Regions from separate parts of the Mus musculus genome. Here all the other regions are linked to region 1. Evidence: chromatin contacts called from public Hi-C data. All regions are on one chromosome and are shown on one strand. The core of a region is the stretch at or near the end of the contact, and the rest is flanking DNA. Distances in the headings are between cores, read along the strand shown.

Region 1 (4,845 bases), core at 1,414-3,913:
ATAGGGCTAAACAGCTATTTAAGCCTTGCTGCCCCCTGTATCTGTTGCAAAGGAAAGCAAGACAGATGACATTTGCCACCAAGCCATGCAAGTGTCCCCTGGGTGAAGTCACCGTGGTCCTGGGTCCAGTTGGTTTTGAGGGACAGTCTGGACAGTGGAACTTAAGTTCTCTGGCTGAGTCCCTCAGTCTAGTTGGGGACCAGGGCTTTAAGCAGGCTTCTCAGGTAACAGCGCACAAGCCACCTGGGAACCTTGCTAAGATGTAGGTTCAGACTAGAAGGCACACGGGCTGAGCTTCCGTGTTCATATGAAGCTCCTACGTTTATCCAGAGCTTCCAGGCCATTTGTTTGATCTACTGATGCTTTAGCTGCTGGTGGTCTATGCCTGGCCTTCCACTGTGGAGGTACCTGGGTCAAAAGCAAGAACTGCCCACGAGCCACAGGCTTTGCCTAATGGCTCAGCTTCAGTATGTGAAGGAGAGCCCCAAACTCTCATGGGGAGAAGGCCAGAACCTTGCGTCAACAAATGCACAGTGAAGACCACAAGCCAAGTGTCAGGATATATATATATATTAAGGTAAAAACTATAAACTCAGAGAGTCACTGTTATCAATTTAAGGTGTTTCTGCAATGCCCAAGAGCTTTGCTGGCAGTAAATCTTATCTGTGTCCCTTTAGATTGGAGGTTCTCAAACTGAGATGCCTTTTATAGCCCGAGGGGATCTTCATGTCCCCATGTCCATCCAGTCTGTGTTTCATAACAAATATACCAGATTGGACCAGGGATCCAGCTGTTGCTGCTGAGCCTTGAGACTCTGGTTTCTGTGATTTTTCCACTAAAATGGCACTTGTAAGTTCATGTCATATAATGTCACAGAAAGGGCACATTTCATAACAACATGTGTTCCTGTGCATTTTTAACATCTGCTTTTTTTTTTTTTTTTTTCCGAGACAGGGTGTCTCTGTATAGCTCTGGCTGTCCTGGAACTCACTTTGTAGACCAGGCTGGCCTCGAACTCAGAAATCCTCCTGCCTCTGCCTCCCAAGTGCTGGGATTAAAGGCGTGCACCACCACACCCGGCTTAACATCTGCTTTTATCGCATTTTTACACATTAGGAATTTGATCTACACAGTTATAAATCCCACAATGCCAGATGGTATCTAAGACCAGAACATAAGAAACAACTCCCTCACACCCCCACACAGCCCGTGGAAGAAGTAGCTTACCTCAGGTTGTCACCGCCCTCTGTCACTTCATGGAGCAACCCAAGTTGCAGGCCAGCCACAAAGGATTTGAGATGAGCCAATTCCAGGGCCCTCCAGATCTCCTCATCCGAGTATTTGTTGAAAGGGTCGAGATTCATCCTCAGATTCCCAGAGAACAAAATGGGGTCCTGCAAGTTGGAGAATGGGAAGCCATCAGGGCTTATGTCAGCAAAGGGCTCAGTCATTCTTTGTGGCCAGGAGAACGTGGGTAGGAGTGGTCTGGCATGAACTCTAGGCAGGAAGCTGGCTCACGATTGAGCTTTTGGAAGCCTCTGAAGGCCCCGAGTACCTGCAACCGGAACACTAAACGGGGTGGGGGGTGGGGGTGCGGTGGTCCTTGGTTTGCACCTGCTTCGTTCCGTTCTGGGACCCACTTGTAGACATCCAGATGAAAAGACCATCATTTCCTGAAACAAAGCCTCCTGGCTTAGGACAAGGGAGACCAAGAGACATAGAAAGAGATTGTGTAGTCATCTGAGAAACTCTTATGTTTTGAAGAGGCCACAGAGAACAATGCACTAAACTAAGAAAACCCGGGGCCTGACAAGATATTCTCACGCACAAGCCCGAGTTTGAGTACCCAGCATCCCGCAGAAAGTGGAGCCTATGTGCTCACGCTGAGAGGGAGAGAGAAGCAGAGACTAGAGGCTGTCCGGAGATACCCACCACTGAGCTAGTCAAAACAAAACCTTTAAAAGGCCAAAGACAAAAATCCTCCTGAGGGGCTTGTGGTTAAAAGCACTTGCTACTTAGTATTCTTGCAGAGGATCCAGATTCAGTTCCTAGCACCCACACGGCAGCTTACAACACTCCTTAACACATGATCTTAATGCCAGGCTTCTGTGAGAGCCAGGTCCAAATGCTCTTAGATACACACAGGCAAAACACTCATAGCACATAAAATAAAACATCTTAAAACAACAGCAACAGCAGCAGCAGCAGCAGCAAATCCCAAAACGGCGAGCTACAGGTTCCTCGAGAGACCTTGTCTCAGTGGAATAGAGGGGAGAGTGACAGAGAGGGCATCTAATGTCACATTGTACTAAGCAACATTAAACCCTCCACAGGCACCAGGCCACAGTGCAGAGGGAGCGATGGTTCTCCGCCTCCTGTGAGTGGAGAGGTCTCTGTGGCAATTCTTAACTCGGTGGGGTCCATAGAGCAAGCCAAAGGGAGGTCTTTCTTGCTGATACGATGAATGTTCCGCTTGCTGGCAAAAACCCGCAGCAAATTCCCTCCTCTATCTTTTAGCCGCATCAAATGAGGAGTATAAAGCTTAATGACTTCAAGCTTCGGCGGCAAAATTGCTACTGCTAATTACAAAGGTCTCAGCAAACCCTGATGGGCTAACAGAAACGCCAACTAATCATCTGCTCTATCCGAGTGCTGGCGCGTTGCTGCCACCTACTGGTAGCTTCTAGCAGCCACCGGTCACATGCAAAATACAGAACTTTTTAGTCGAGAAACAGAATCTCGGGGAATTCGTCTGGAATCGTGGTATGAAGATGAATCTTGATAGTCAACTTTTGGGAGAGAGTGTCTATATTTGACACTTGGAGAGTGCAGACACAGTAGGACCAGCCGTCCCACATGCCTACTGCTATGCCTTACCACCAAGAACTGTGCCCCTTCTCAGTGAGCCGAATTAACCCTTCCTCCTGTAAGTTGTTTCTTGACAGGTACAATGACAAGAAAACTAAGCAATACAACTGCCAGAGTTGTTTTTGTAATTGAATGCATGTCAGTGTTTCCCCACTGCGTGTGCCCAAGTAAATCCTCGTTAACTAACCTGGGGAATGATGGTCAGTCTCCCTCGAAGGTCGTGCAGTCCAATGGAGGCAATATCAATCCCATCAATGATGATCTGGCCACCTGCAGACTCTAAGATTCTGAAGAGGCAGTTTGTGAGGGATGATTTTCCAGCTCCGGTCCTGCCCACCACACCGACCTGTGAATATAGTTCATTTACATCGACTTCAACATGCAATTCTCGGAGGAAAAAAAATTTAGCCTATGTATTCACAATCGCACGTGATAAAAAGAACCCCATACCAAATATATCAAATGGCTTTTAGTTTTGGTGAGAGGGAAAAAATGCCCAGATGTCAAGAAAAAAAATGGCTCTCCCATACTCCGCCTGAGTTGTGTGCTGAAGACCGTGACCGCTGGAAATAGACAAACCCTCTTCTCCATTGTTGTCACCGCCAATCTTGACAGTCATAGCTTATTCCCTTTTTAAAAAAGATTTCATTTAAAAAGTAGACAGAGGGCTGGAGAGATGGCTCAGTGGTTAAGAGCACTGATTGCTCTTCCAAAGGTCCTGAGTTCAATTCCCAGCAACCACATGGTGGTTCACAACCATCTGTAATAGGATCTGATGTCCCATTCTGGTGTGTCTGAAGACAGTGACAGGGTACTCACACACATAAAATAAATATCTTTTTTTTTTTTTAAGTAGACAGAAAGGAACTTTGGGATGGCTCCGTAGGTGATGGCATTCGCTGCTAAGCCAAATGACCCGAGTTCAACCCTTGGAACCCACACGGTGGAACAAGTTGTTCTGTGTCCTTCACACATGCATGTGCACACCCACAAAATAAATAAAAATGTAATAATTTATTTTGTATTACCTCTCTTGTCTTCTGAGAGTATAATTACATTTCTCCCCGTCCTTTCTCCCCTCCAAGCCTCCCACACACACCCTTCTTTATTATCTCTCAAATCCATTGTCTCTTTTCTCATTAACTGTTGCTACACGCATATATGTAATGCACATATTCACATGAATACACAGACGTACATCCCTAAGCGTGAGCTGCGTGGTCTGTGTAACGCCGCGTGTATGTACGTTTTCAGGGACGGACATCTGCCGTGTGCTTCCTTGGGGATGGCTAACTCTCCAGCTCTAAACTGCGGAGCACTTCATGGATCTGTGTGTCCCCTTCCTTGCTCGGGGGCCATGCTAATCTGCCCATGATGCTCTGATTTGAGTATCTGAGCTGCCAAAGGGAGAACTGGGTTGTTTGTTTTGACTTTTAGTAGCGGGAAGGAAAGACTTGTCACCAGATGAGCCTTGGGTCACCCCTGGTCCTCAGCCCCCTTGCCCAGGTTGATTAATTGATGGATAGCTTTGCTCCATTAGACCTGTAAGAGTGTACTCAACTTCAAAGACCAGAACACTAGACTCTCTCCTGCTTAGGCTCAGCAGTTCTGCGTCCAGGTCTGAGACTTCACACCTTAAGCCCGCACAGGAAATGAGCCCCAGTGGGCTGGCAGGGAGGCAGGATCCAGCCCTCCGGGTGGGTCCCTTCTGCGTTCCCAGAGTACAGGAAGAATCCCCATTCTCTCCCTGCACCCAAACGGCGAAGGCCTGGGACCCTCCTTCTGTGCCCGGCTATTCCCTGAGTCCTCCCAAGCAGAGCCGTCTTTCTCACCCACCTTCTCGGTGCTCTTGATGTTACAAGTAATCCCTTTCAGGACCAGATCCAGCTCCGGCCGATACCGCACTTGATAGTTGTTGAACTGGATCTCACCTTTTTTGGGCCAATCTGCCGGAGGCTTCTTGTCGGTCACCCACGG
Region 2 (4,845 bases), core at 1,602-4,101, 200 kb after region 1:
CAACACACACAGAACAAAAAACAAAAAATTAAAACTGCCCACTTGACTGGGCAGTGGTGGCACATGCCTTTAATCCCAGCATTTGGGAGGCAGAAGCAGGCCGATTTCTGAGTTCAAGTGTTCTAGGACAGCCAGGGCTATACAGAGAAACCCTGCCTCGAAAAACAACAACAAAAACCATGAAAATACTACCCACTCGATATCCTTATATTATAATCTGAGTGATTAGAGCCAGCAATGTGGCTCAGTTGGTAGACTGCTTAAGTATCATACAGGAAGCCTTGGGTTCAATTCCCAGCCCTGGTTTAAAATCTGGGCATGATGGCTCACACCTACCTATAACCCTAGGAGGCAGAGGATAAAAGTCTCCATCCCCAGGGCTAGGGTTACAAGCATGCTTGGCCACGCCCAGTTTTCATGTGGGTGTGAGTTTCATGTTTGCATATCAAGCCAACACTCCAGCCCCTCTACCTTTTTGTTTTATTGCTGCTGCTGTTCTGAATGGGAAGGGACACCCGTATATTATGCCTGCCTCTCCCTCCCTCCCTCCCTCCCTCCCTCTCCCTCTCTCTCTCTCTCTCTCTCTCTCTCTCTCTCTCTCCCTCCTTCCCTTTCTTCACTTTGTATCCTGATGGAAGCTCTCCCTTCTCCTCCCAGTCCCACCCTCCCACTCCTTCCCCATTGTCCCCTCCCCTTCTACCCATGGGTACCAACCCGTCCTGGCCCATCATATAATTGTTCTTTATGACATACATGCAGGCAAGACACCCATACACATGAGATAAAATAAAAATAACAGGGCTAAAAATTGAGAATTCCTGTGCTTTCTCCTGAACCCGTGGAGCCAGTGTTGTAGGACCCAGGAGTACTCTGTTTCTCATTTTTGCAAAACATACGTAATATAAAGTGTTACCACGTAAATTATTTCCGAGTGCACAATTCAGTGGTTTTAGGCACATTGATGTTGTGTCACCAGCCATCACTGTCACGTTACTGAGACTGTGGCTTTGCAACAGTGCTTTCCCAGGGTCCTCTGTCTGCAGCCGTTGGCAATGACGATGTCCATTCCAGGTATCTCAGGAAAGTGGAACTGATTTGCCACTCCCAGCCTGCTTTATATCACTTAGCAAAGTGTTCTCGGTGCTCCTGTACATTGTAGTATGTGTTTTGGGTTTCTACTCCTTAGGGCTGGGTAATTTGCCACCGTGGGCACATAACTGCCCTTTGCTTGGCTTGTTAATGCTTTGATGGGCATCGGCCTGCTCCTGCTTGTTTTGAATGATGTTGTAATGACGTTATATGTGTACACATTTGCTTGAGTCTCCGCTTTCGACTCTTTTGGCAATATGGCACACCTACATTTTCAGGGCCACGTGGTATTTCTAAGTTCAGCTTTTTAAGGATCCGTCATACTGGTTAACTTAGTAGCTGTATCTTTTTACAGTCCCACCAACAATGTATTAAGCGTGAGCACCCCAGTCTCTGCATACCTTCCTTTTGAGACAGGACCTCATTATTTGTTTGTTTAACTTACTAAAGAGGTACGTTTGTTTTTAACCAATTAATTAATTAGTATGTGTGTGTGTGTGTGTGTGTATGTGGTGTCTGTAATGTGTATGTATGTGTGTATATGTATGTGGCGTGTGTATATGTGGTATGTATGTATATGTATGTCTGTGTATGTGTTTGTGGTGTGTATGTGTATGAATGTGTATGTATTCATGTGTATCAGTGTATGTATATGTGTATATCTATGTGTATATGTGTATGTATGTGTATATATATATATATGTGTGTATGTGTGTAGGTGTGTATAGTGTATATGTGCATGTCTGTGTGTAAGTGAATATGTGTGTATATGTATATATGTGTGTATATGTGTATGTGTGTATATGTGAATGTATGTATATATATGTGTGTGTGTATATGTGTGTATAGTGTATGTGTGTATGTATATGTGCATGTCTGTGTATAAGAAATATGTGTATATATGCGTGTATATGTGTGTATATGTATATATGTGTGTATATGTGTATATATATATGTATGTATGTTGTATGTGATCAGACTCTACTCATTTGTGGTCCTGGGGATTAGAACTCAGATGCTCCTGCTTGGTTAGCAGTGCTCTTAACTGCTATGTGATCTCTCCAGCCCCTGGTCTCACTTATTTAGACAAAACTGGCCTTGAACTTGCAGCAATCACTCTGCCTCAGCTTTCACCCTCCCTAATCTGCCACACACACCCCTTGACTGGTGTGAGATAGCCCCATCTTCAGCTTTAACAGGATCCTCACCATGATTGCTGCCCACACCAGGACTGTAGCCATGTCAGCAGCCGGAAGTGAAGAGCAGGGAGCCCTGGAAATCTGAAACGCCAGCCAGGGATTTGGCCAACATCATCAGTCAGTCAGAGGTTGAGAAGGTAAAACATGCATTAGTTCCTCACAGAAAGCAGCTTTAGTCTGTCTGTCTGTCTTTTTTTCTCTCGTTCTTTCTTCCTCTACATTTTAGGAGTATAGTCTGAAACCGTTGACTTAAATGGCCTTAGGCTTACCAAGTGAGAATCTGGGACACTGAGACAGGCAATCAGAGAATACAGCTTGGGATATGGGCAGCCACTCTGGGTTAGATCAAAGAAATGGGCAAATCCTGCTTCCCCACAGCAGCCTTCGTCAATATTTGAAACAACAATAACTTTTAGATGTAAAGCATACAAAGGAGAACCTTGTGTTTCTTTCTGAAGAGCCTGTGTTCCTCCCCAGCCAGCAGGAGGCTTCCATCTTGGCTTGTTTTCTGGACGGGAAACAGTGCCCAAGGCTTTCTAGTGGTGAATGTGTGCCCCCTGGTGGTCACTTTCTGTAACACTGACGCCACCCAAGGGCAGTGACTCAGCTTTAACTCATCTTGAGTGGGAATGGAGAGGACTTCGAAGTGCTCTCTCTCTCTCTCTCTCTCTCTCTCTCTCTCTCTCTCTCTCTCTCTCTCTCTCTCTCGATTTTCTGTGGAAATTTGCATGCTGGTGGTACTTCCTGGAACACAGGGGGAACATCAACTTTTTTTAGTGCTTCCATACCTCAGCATGTTCTGCCCAACACTGTCAGGTGGGGCAGGTATGGAACACTAAGCCACATGTAGTTAGTATTTGGCGTCTGCTGGAGCCTACATTAACCCCTCTCTTGATTGGTGTCTGGAGGCCGCACTGGAGATGCTCGGGTGTAGGCAGTGTCTGTCCTTTCTGTGTCTACACTGTTTCTCTCTGGGAGCCTTTGATCCTGCAGGGTGGTGAGGGTCTGTCTATCCACGCAGCCCTTCCTCCTTTGCCTTGTTAGAAAACGCTGCCTGCGCCTCAGAGAGTGCTGCTTAACTCAAGGTTGCCTCTTTCTCTGATCCCTGACTGCTCTGAAGGGAGAAGCGTTCCTTTGCCATAATATTGCCCTTGCTATAGGCTAAAGAGCAAGGGAAACAGCTAGTTACGGAGGGAGCGTTTGAGACTATGAATCAAAATACGTTTCTCCTTTCAAAATAAACAAATTAACAAACCTAAGATTATATATATTCCTCCAAGCCTAAAATGCAACATTTCCCACAATATATAAGCAATTTAATGTTACCTATAACAATTAAATATAAATAATTATATATAATTAAATATATTTAACCAGTTAAACGTTAAAATTAGAAACTACTTTGCCATCAATGTTAAAGAAACCTTGCTCCCTCCATTTCCTCAGCACGGTGGAACCTCTGAGTGGTGATCACCCTCTGAAAAGGTAAAAAGGGTAGGACCCAGGGGAGCCTTCTTTCCGACACACAAGACAGGGGCCTAAATGCAAACCACCATGGTCGGTGAACACACCACGGATTTTCATGAGAGGACCTGTTTCTCACTGACTTATAAGTGAGTCACATTTCCCCCCCAATGAAAAACAACCTAATACCTTACCATGCTTATTTCAATGCTAACGGAAGACATCATGGCCTGAAGCCTCCCAGTAGCAATGGCTATGTCACTGGATGTTAGCTGGTGGCCTCTGAGTTACCAACAGCCCTGCATTAAGGTTCTGACCTCGCCTGTGCACATACTCACTAGTCACAGTGTAAAAACCACAAACATCCGGTAGCTGACCGAATTTCTCCAGCACCTTGGACTTCTGAGGTAGGAATGTGCTTTTGGTAGGTGTGGAGCCCGTAGAGTCCACGGACATTACAGAAAGCCTCCTGGGAGCCAGTCATCCCGTCACCCCTTGGCTCACTGAAGGTCCTGCGAGGTAGGTACTAAGATCTCACTGTATTCACAAGGAGCGTGAGGTTCAGGTGGGTCCAATTTACTCACCCACAGCCAAGCTGGGGAACTTCTGCCCAAGACAATTTGCTATCTTGCTTCAGGTGAGGAACAGCAGGGAGACCACAGGGCCGCAAGGCCTGCCTCCCCTCCCCTGTGGAGAACCTTCCCTTAGTATCCAGACCCACTTATCCTCATGGCAGCTGTCCCAGCACATCTAATTTACCTCCACTTAGCCTTAATTTGATGCTTCCAACTGCCTGGGAGGAGATGATGGTCCTCCCACGTGGGCTGAGCACCTCCCTCCTCAGGCTGGCTGTTCACACTGCCCATCTATGCCCAGCCCCGGCTACCACCATCTAGAATTACTACTGGGTGAGGGCTAGGGTTACTGCACTTAGCACAGAAAGGCCCTCACCCCAGCCTTTTCCAGACAGGGGGCTAATCACTCATCGTATGCCAGTTGGTCATGTATTTGGGGCTTTGTTTCTGCCAGATCTGAAAGCAAGCAAAGGGTGAGGGGCCACGGGGACTGGGACAGATTGAGTGCGGCTGTAGGG
Region 3 (4,845 bases), core at 933-3,432, 180 kb before region 1:
AAAATATAATTACATGTTTATATTATAGGTAAAAGATGTATTTATATTAATATATAAATTAATATTAATAACCATATTTTTCTAGAACCAAATTAACAGATTCCAATTTTGATATGGAATTTTTAAAATATTTAAAATAAATTATAGGAGCTGGGCAGTGGTGGTGCACGCCTTTAGTCCCAGCACTTAGGAGGCAGAGGCAGGTGGATCTCTGAGTTTGAGGCCAGCCTGGTCCACAGAGTGAGTTCCAGGGCATCCAGGGCTACACAGAGAAACCTGTTTCAGCAATAAATAAATAATAAGTAAGTAAAACACAAATCCACAGGTTTTTTAAAAATTTATTACACATTTTATTTATTTTTATGTATGGTTATTACGAATGGTTAGTGAATATGTAAAATAAACCCACAGAATGGAATAGACTGAAAATAAAAATTATAAGGATTCATGTTTTAACTTATCATACTATATAGACTGGATGTTTAAGAGAACTCTTAAGACAGGGTTTCACCATGTAGTCTTGGCTGGCCTAGAACTCACTGTGTAGTCCAGACCGTGGCGGAGCTGGCAGAGTCCTGCCTGAGGGATGGCAGGCATTCTTGCTGGAAGCAGCAACAAAGGTAACCTCTGCAGGAGGCTGTGTGGCCACAGCTGCAGGCGTTCACAGCTCCAGAAGAGCATCCCCACTGCTAAGAAGTTTTATTTTGTGCAGATTTTCCTCAAAATAAGAATTTCTTATATATTATAATTTTTAATAAATCAAAAGACTTATTCTGTATTAGGCTGGGAAAATTTATCTACAAATAAAATAACATGTTTATATTACATATATAAAATGTATTTATATTAATACATATATTTTCTGGAACCAATAATAGATTCCAATTTTGATATGGAATTAATTATTAATAATTATATTATATATAATAGATAAATATATGTACATACATATGTGCATATATATATATATATATATACACATATACATACTTAAAAGCTAGATGTTGAAGCATGCACTTATAACCCCAGTTTTTGGCAGATGGAGACAAGAGAATCAGGAGTTGAAGGCCAGCCTCAGTTACATAATGAGTTTGAGACTCTGACTCAAAGCACAAACTAAAAGAATGTAGTTTATATCTGAGGGTTAGAAATGTTCTGTTTTAAAAGATGCTCACTAACCATGGGAATTTAAAATTCTGCTATTCCTATAAACTAGACTAGTGTGCAAGCTACGTAATACCACAGGTTCTATGTGGAAACAGTGGGCCAGGCTGTGCATGTCTTGTTTTCATTTCATAAGGTATCTTCCAGGGGACAATTATGATCTGGTAACAGTGATGATATCAAGCTAGAAGCCTGTGAAGAAGGAGGGAGGAGCCAGTGGGATGGCTGAGTAGGTAAAGGTGCTTGCTGCCAATTAGTGACCTGAGTTCAATCCTGGAACCCAGGTGGTGGAATGAAAGAACTGCCCTCTGACCTCCACGTGCACACCGCTGCAGGAGGATAAACAAACAGATAAAATGTAAAGGTATTTTAATCCAGCAACATGGCTGCTCTGATCGCATCCAAAGACCTAGGTCTGTGATCTGGCTGGAATGTAGACAGGCCTTTAGAACACACCTGCAGTCCCCGAATATGAGTCTAATTAAGGGGCAGACAAAGTGACAAATCGGAGAAAGATTTGACAGAATGGGTCAGAGATAGGATACGCCCAACTGTCAGAAGAAAGGCTATTTAAGGTCAGCCCTGGGAGGATCAAGGGGGGTCAGTCCAAATGTCAGTGAGCGGGAGTAGGGTCTGTGGAGAGTCAGTGTAATGAATGTAGTGGACTTGAGTTCCTGTGTTCAGTGCAGGTCAGCAGAGGGAGTAATTCAGTGAGAAGCTGAGAGAAGCCTAATTGAATCAGTCAGTTTGGAGAGGAGTTGGAGCCAGGACAGCTGAATTGAACCAGCCAGCCAGAGCTCAGAAAGAGCTAGAAAGGGTGAGCTTATTCAGCGGTAAGTCTCCGAGATGACAATTACATCAGGCAAATACAGGTTATTTTTATAGTAAATGTCAAAAATAATTTAAGAGAACAAGAGAGAAACATTTTTGCTTTATAGCCTTCTTCTGCACAGTACAGTTTTGCACCGCACTGTCATTTCCAATTCTTGCGCAAACGTTTAAAGAAACCGGAAGTAAAAGCAGAAAAGCTTTTGGCTAAGCTGGGTGCTCCAAGACCAGACAGAGCTTGATCCTGGTTCCAGCTGTGCTGCTTGCCATAAGCAAGCGTTTCTCCTTTCTGATCCTCAGCTCCCTGTTTATATAACGTGAGCCAAAAACGCATCCTCTCTCTTCCATTGGCATGAGAGTTAAACGAGGTTTATAAACAGCTCCGCACGGGGTCGGGCAGATGCGAGGCTTCCTGCATAAACAGTGGCCGCCGTTAGCATGCCGTTAGCATGTCATCATCAGGGCTACAGCTTCTTGATCACTCCCCACTCACAGCCCTTCTCTACCAGGACCTTTGCATCTAGGCCTACCAAATAGGTATATACGTTAAACATTTTCTGGTGATAAATTTTCTGGTTAAGTATTTTGATTTTATAATTGTCAATGCTGAGAGCACCATTTTGCATAAATGTTCAGCACAAAAAAGCAGGAGGAGATTTACTGCTATTTCAGAAGTTATTAAAAACCCCTACCCTACCAAAATTGCTTTAAACAATTTCATAATGGCACTCAAGTTGGTGACTCAAACAGCAAGTTTTAAAACCAGCCTTTTTTTTTTTTAGATTTTTTAAAAAAGATGTATTTATTTATTATATGTAAGTACACCGTAGCTGTCTTCAGACACACCAGAAGAGGGCATCCAATCCCATTACAGATGGTTGTGAGCCACCATGTGGTTGCTGGGATTTGAATTCAGGACCTCCAGAAGAGCAGTCAGTGCTCTTAACTGCTGAGCCACCTCTCCAGGCCCCAAGCATCCTTTCTAACACAATTTAAAGACACATTAACTTTAGACTTGCAGGCTGAAGGAAGACAGAAGGGGGAAGCCTGAAAGTCTTTGCTGTCTATAGTTAAACCATTGTTTCTATGAGCACAGAAAACCTGTGGGTACAGGAGGAAGATTGCAGACCAGAGCATGCGGTTGTCTTGCATCTCAGCTGAGCTGTTTCGGGCCACGTTCTCCGGAGTTGTGTGGTCTGACAGCATGCTCAGTGCAGGGCACACGCTGTGTCTGGATAAGACGGCAGTGAAGCCACAGGACGCCACCCCTGTAAGGATGGTGGGAAATCCCCGATTCCTTACATGTTGAATTTGGATGACATTTTTGGTCCTTGTGTGTGTTCATGTGGCTAGCTCGCATACAGTTCCCACTCTGATAGCTTGCTTTATATTGCTTCGATAACGCTGTGACCAAAAGCAATTTGGGAGGAAAGAGTTTATTTACAGTTTAGCTTACATATCCCAGGTCACAGTCCACTGAGGGAAGCTGAGGCAGGAACTCAAGGCAGAAACGGAAGCCATGAAGCAGTGTTGCCTACTGGCTTGCTCCTTCTGGCTGATCCAGTTGACTTTCTTACCCGCCCCAGGACCACCTGCCCGAGGGCGGAGCTTCCATAGAGGGCTGGGCCCCCCACATCAATCAATCCTTAGTCAAGAAAATGCCCTATATACAGGCTTGTATTTTCTCAGTTGAGGATCTTTTTATTACGCCATTTTACAAGTGAGGGGAACGAGGTTCCATTGTACAGACCCGAGGCTCAGCGGCTCATTTTCTTCCACTTACATCAGAATCCAGAGAGGAGGAAAAACAACAAAAAAAGTAAGCATGCCAAAGTTAAGTCTTTCAGCTTGAGGCTGAAGCTCCAAAAAAAGCGCGTGTGTGGGCACTGTGAGCTGCCGCCTCAGATTTTCAGCAACTAATTCTTGAATGCTGACTGTCACTCTTACCACAAAGAACTGCCAGGCCGGTAAGTGCGCGTGTAGCAGCAGTAACCCGAGACAGCCAGGGACTATGTGAGTATTTCCCTGTTAAATCCACTGTTACTCAGAGCATTTGAGTGGCTTGGGAGCTATAGGCTAACTGTGGTAAAGCACCTCCGTGGTCTGTCTCTTGGTTCCAGGGCACCGCTGTGTTCCCGTTTCTGTCTTCCATCTTGTTGGATCAAAAGGAGTTTCCCAACCCAGAGAAGTTTGATCCAGGACACTTTCTGGATAAAAATGGCTGCTTCAAGAAAACAGACTACTTTGTTCCTTTCTCCCTCGGTAAATATACACGTTTTGGGCAACTCTTAGCGTCACTGAATTACGTCTTACGTGACCCACTGATGTAAAGTCAATTGATCGAACTGTTCTAACTTCCCAAGTCTAGCTAGAGACATTCAAGTCTCTATACCAGTCACATCAGCTTCGTCATCCAGGAACTATTGGGTGGCTGCTAATTGCAACTTCTTAAAGAAAACAAACATTAAATTCAGATGTCACCTATTGCTTGGCAGTGAAGAAACTGTTGCAAATTTTGTCTGCTGGTTTTCCTTTGTAATATCAACTTTTCCAAAACACTCCAAGATATAAATGTCTTCATTTAACTGTTATTAATTATTAATAATATTAATTTTCTGATTCTCAGAGCCAGAGTCCATCAGAGAACCTTCATCATCTTTCTTCTCCAGATTTGGCCTCCAGTCATATTTACTGGAAGGCCATAAAACCCACTTGGCATTGTCAGCCTGCATTCCTTCTCACTGTTAGTCTGTGTGTTTATTTGACTAGCATTTTTTTTTTCTAAATAAGCAGTTTAAGGAGCTTGAGTTGTTGTGGTAAACCAGTTGCCTATAGTATGTAAGGCCCCAGGTT

Evidence for each region. A called contact is a pair of places that touch in the nucleus more often than the background predicts.
Region 2: a Hi-C map of bone marrow-derived macrophages shows a contact between it and region 1, with 4 times the contacts expected there. The contact joins two enhancer-like sites. A contact is called at or near these places in 5 of 39 promoter capture datasets (the C10 cell line, the HPC-7 cell line, embryonic stem cells and 2 more), 8 of 484 Hi-C or Micro-C datasets (B cells, bone marrow-derived macrophages, cumulus cells and 1 more), 1 of 115 datasets of contacts at active chromatin or transcription factors (pancreatic cancer cells) and 1 of 9 other capture datasets (embryonic stem cells).
Region 3: a Hi-C map of bone marrow-derived macrophages shows a contact between it and region 1, with 31 read pairs. The contact joins two enhancer-like sites. A contact is called at or near these places in 11 of 39 promoter capture datasets (the 3T3-L1 cell line, 3T3-L1-derived adipocytes, the C10 cell line and 8 more), 1 of 15 datasets of contacts at CTCF or cohesin (the NIH/3T3 cell line), 2 of 484 Hi-C or Micro-C datasets (bone marrow-derived macrophages and nephron progenitors), 1 of 115 datasets of contacts at active chromatin or transcription factors (bone marrow-derived macrophages) and 4 of 9 other capture datasets (adipose tissue, embryonic stem cells, liver and 1 more).

What each region holds. Positions count from the first base shown.
Region 1 is chr19:43,830,414-43,835,258 of GRCm38.p6, reverse strand. It overlaps Abcc2 (ATP-binding cassette, sub-family C (CFTR/MRP), member 2), which reads right to left. Exons shown (of 32, transcript NM_013806.2): 28 at 4,705-4,845; 29 at 3,056-3,214; 30 at 1,228-1,394. Among named protein-coding and RNA genes, the nearest start is that of Gm10768, 6.0 kb to the left of the region's middle. Within about 2 kb of position 2,663, at least 6 of the 459 cell types and tissues checked have an H3K27ac peak or open chromatin away from gene starts, as enhancers often do. A contact at or near this core is called in bone marrow-derived macrophages, where this site is marked.
Region 2 is chr19:43,629,062-43,633,906 of GRCm38.p6, reverse strand. All of the region lies in intron 1 of Gm34922 (a long non-coding RNA gene), which reads right to left. Among named protein-coding and RNA genes, the nearest start is that of Gm4311, 11 kb to the left of the region's middle. Within about 2 kb of position 2,851, at least 50 of the 459 cell types and tissues checked have an H3K27ac peak or open chromatin away from gene starts, as enhancers often do. A contact at or near this core is called in bone marrow-derived macrophages, where this site is marked.
Region 3 is chr19:44,006,433-44,011,277 of GRCm38.p6, reverse strand. Cyp2c23 (cytochrome P450, family 2, subfamily c, polypeptide 23) reads left to right here. Exons shown (of 9, transcript NM_001001446.3): 8 at 4,113-4,254. Among named protein-coding and RNA genes, the nearest start is that of Cyp2c23, 20 kb to the left of the region's middle. Within about 2 kb of position 2,182, at least 23 of the 459 cell types and tissues checked have an H3K27ac peak or open chromatin away from gene starts, as enhancers often do. A contact at or near this core is called in bone marrow-derived macrophages, where this site is marked.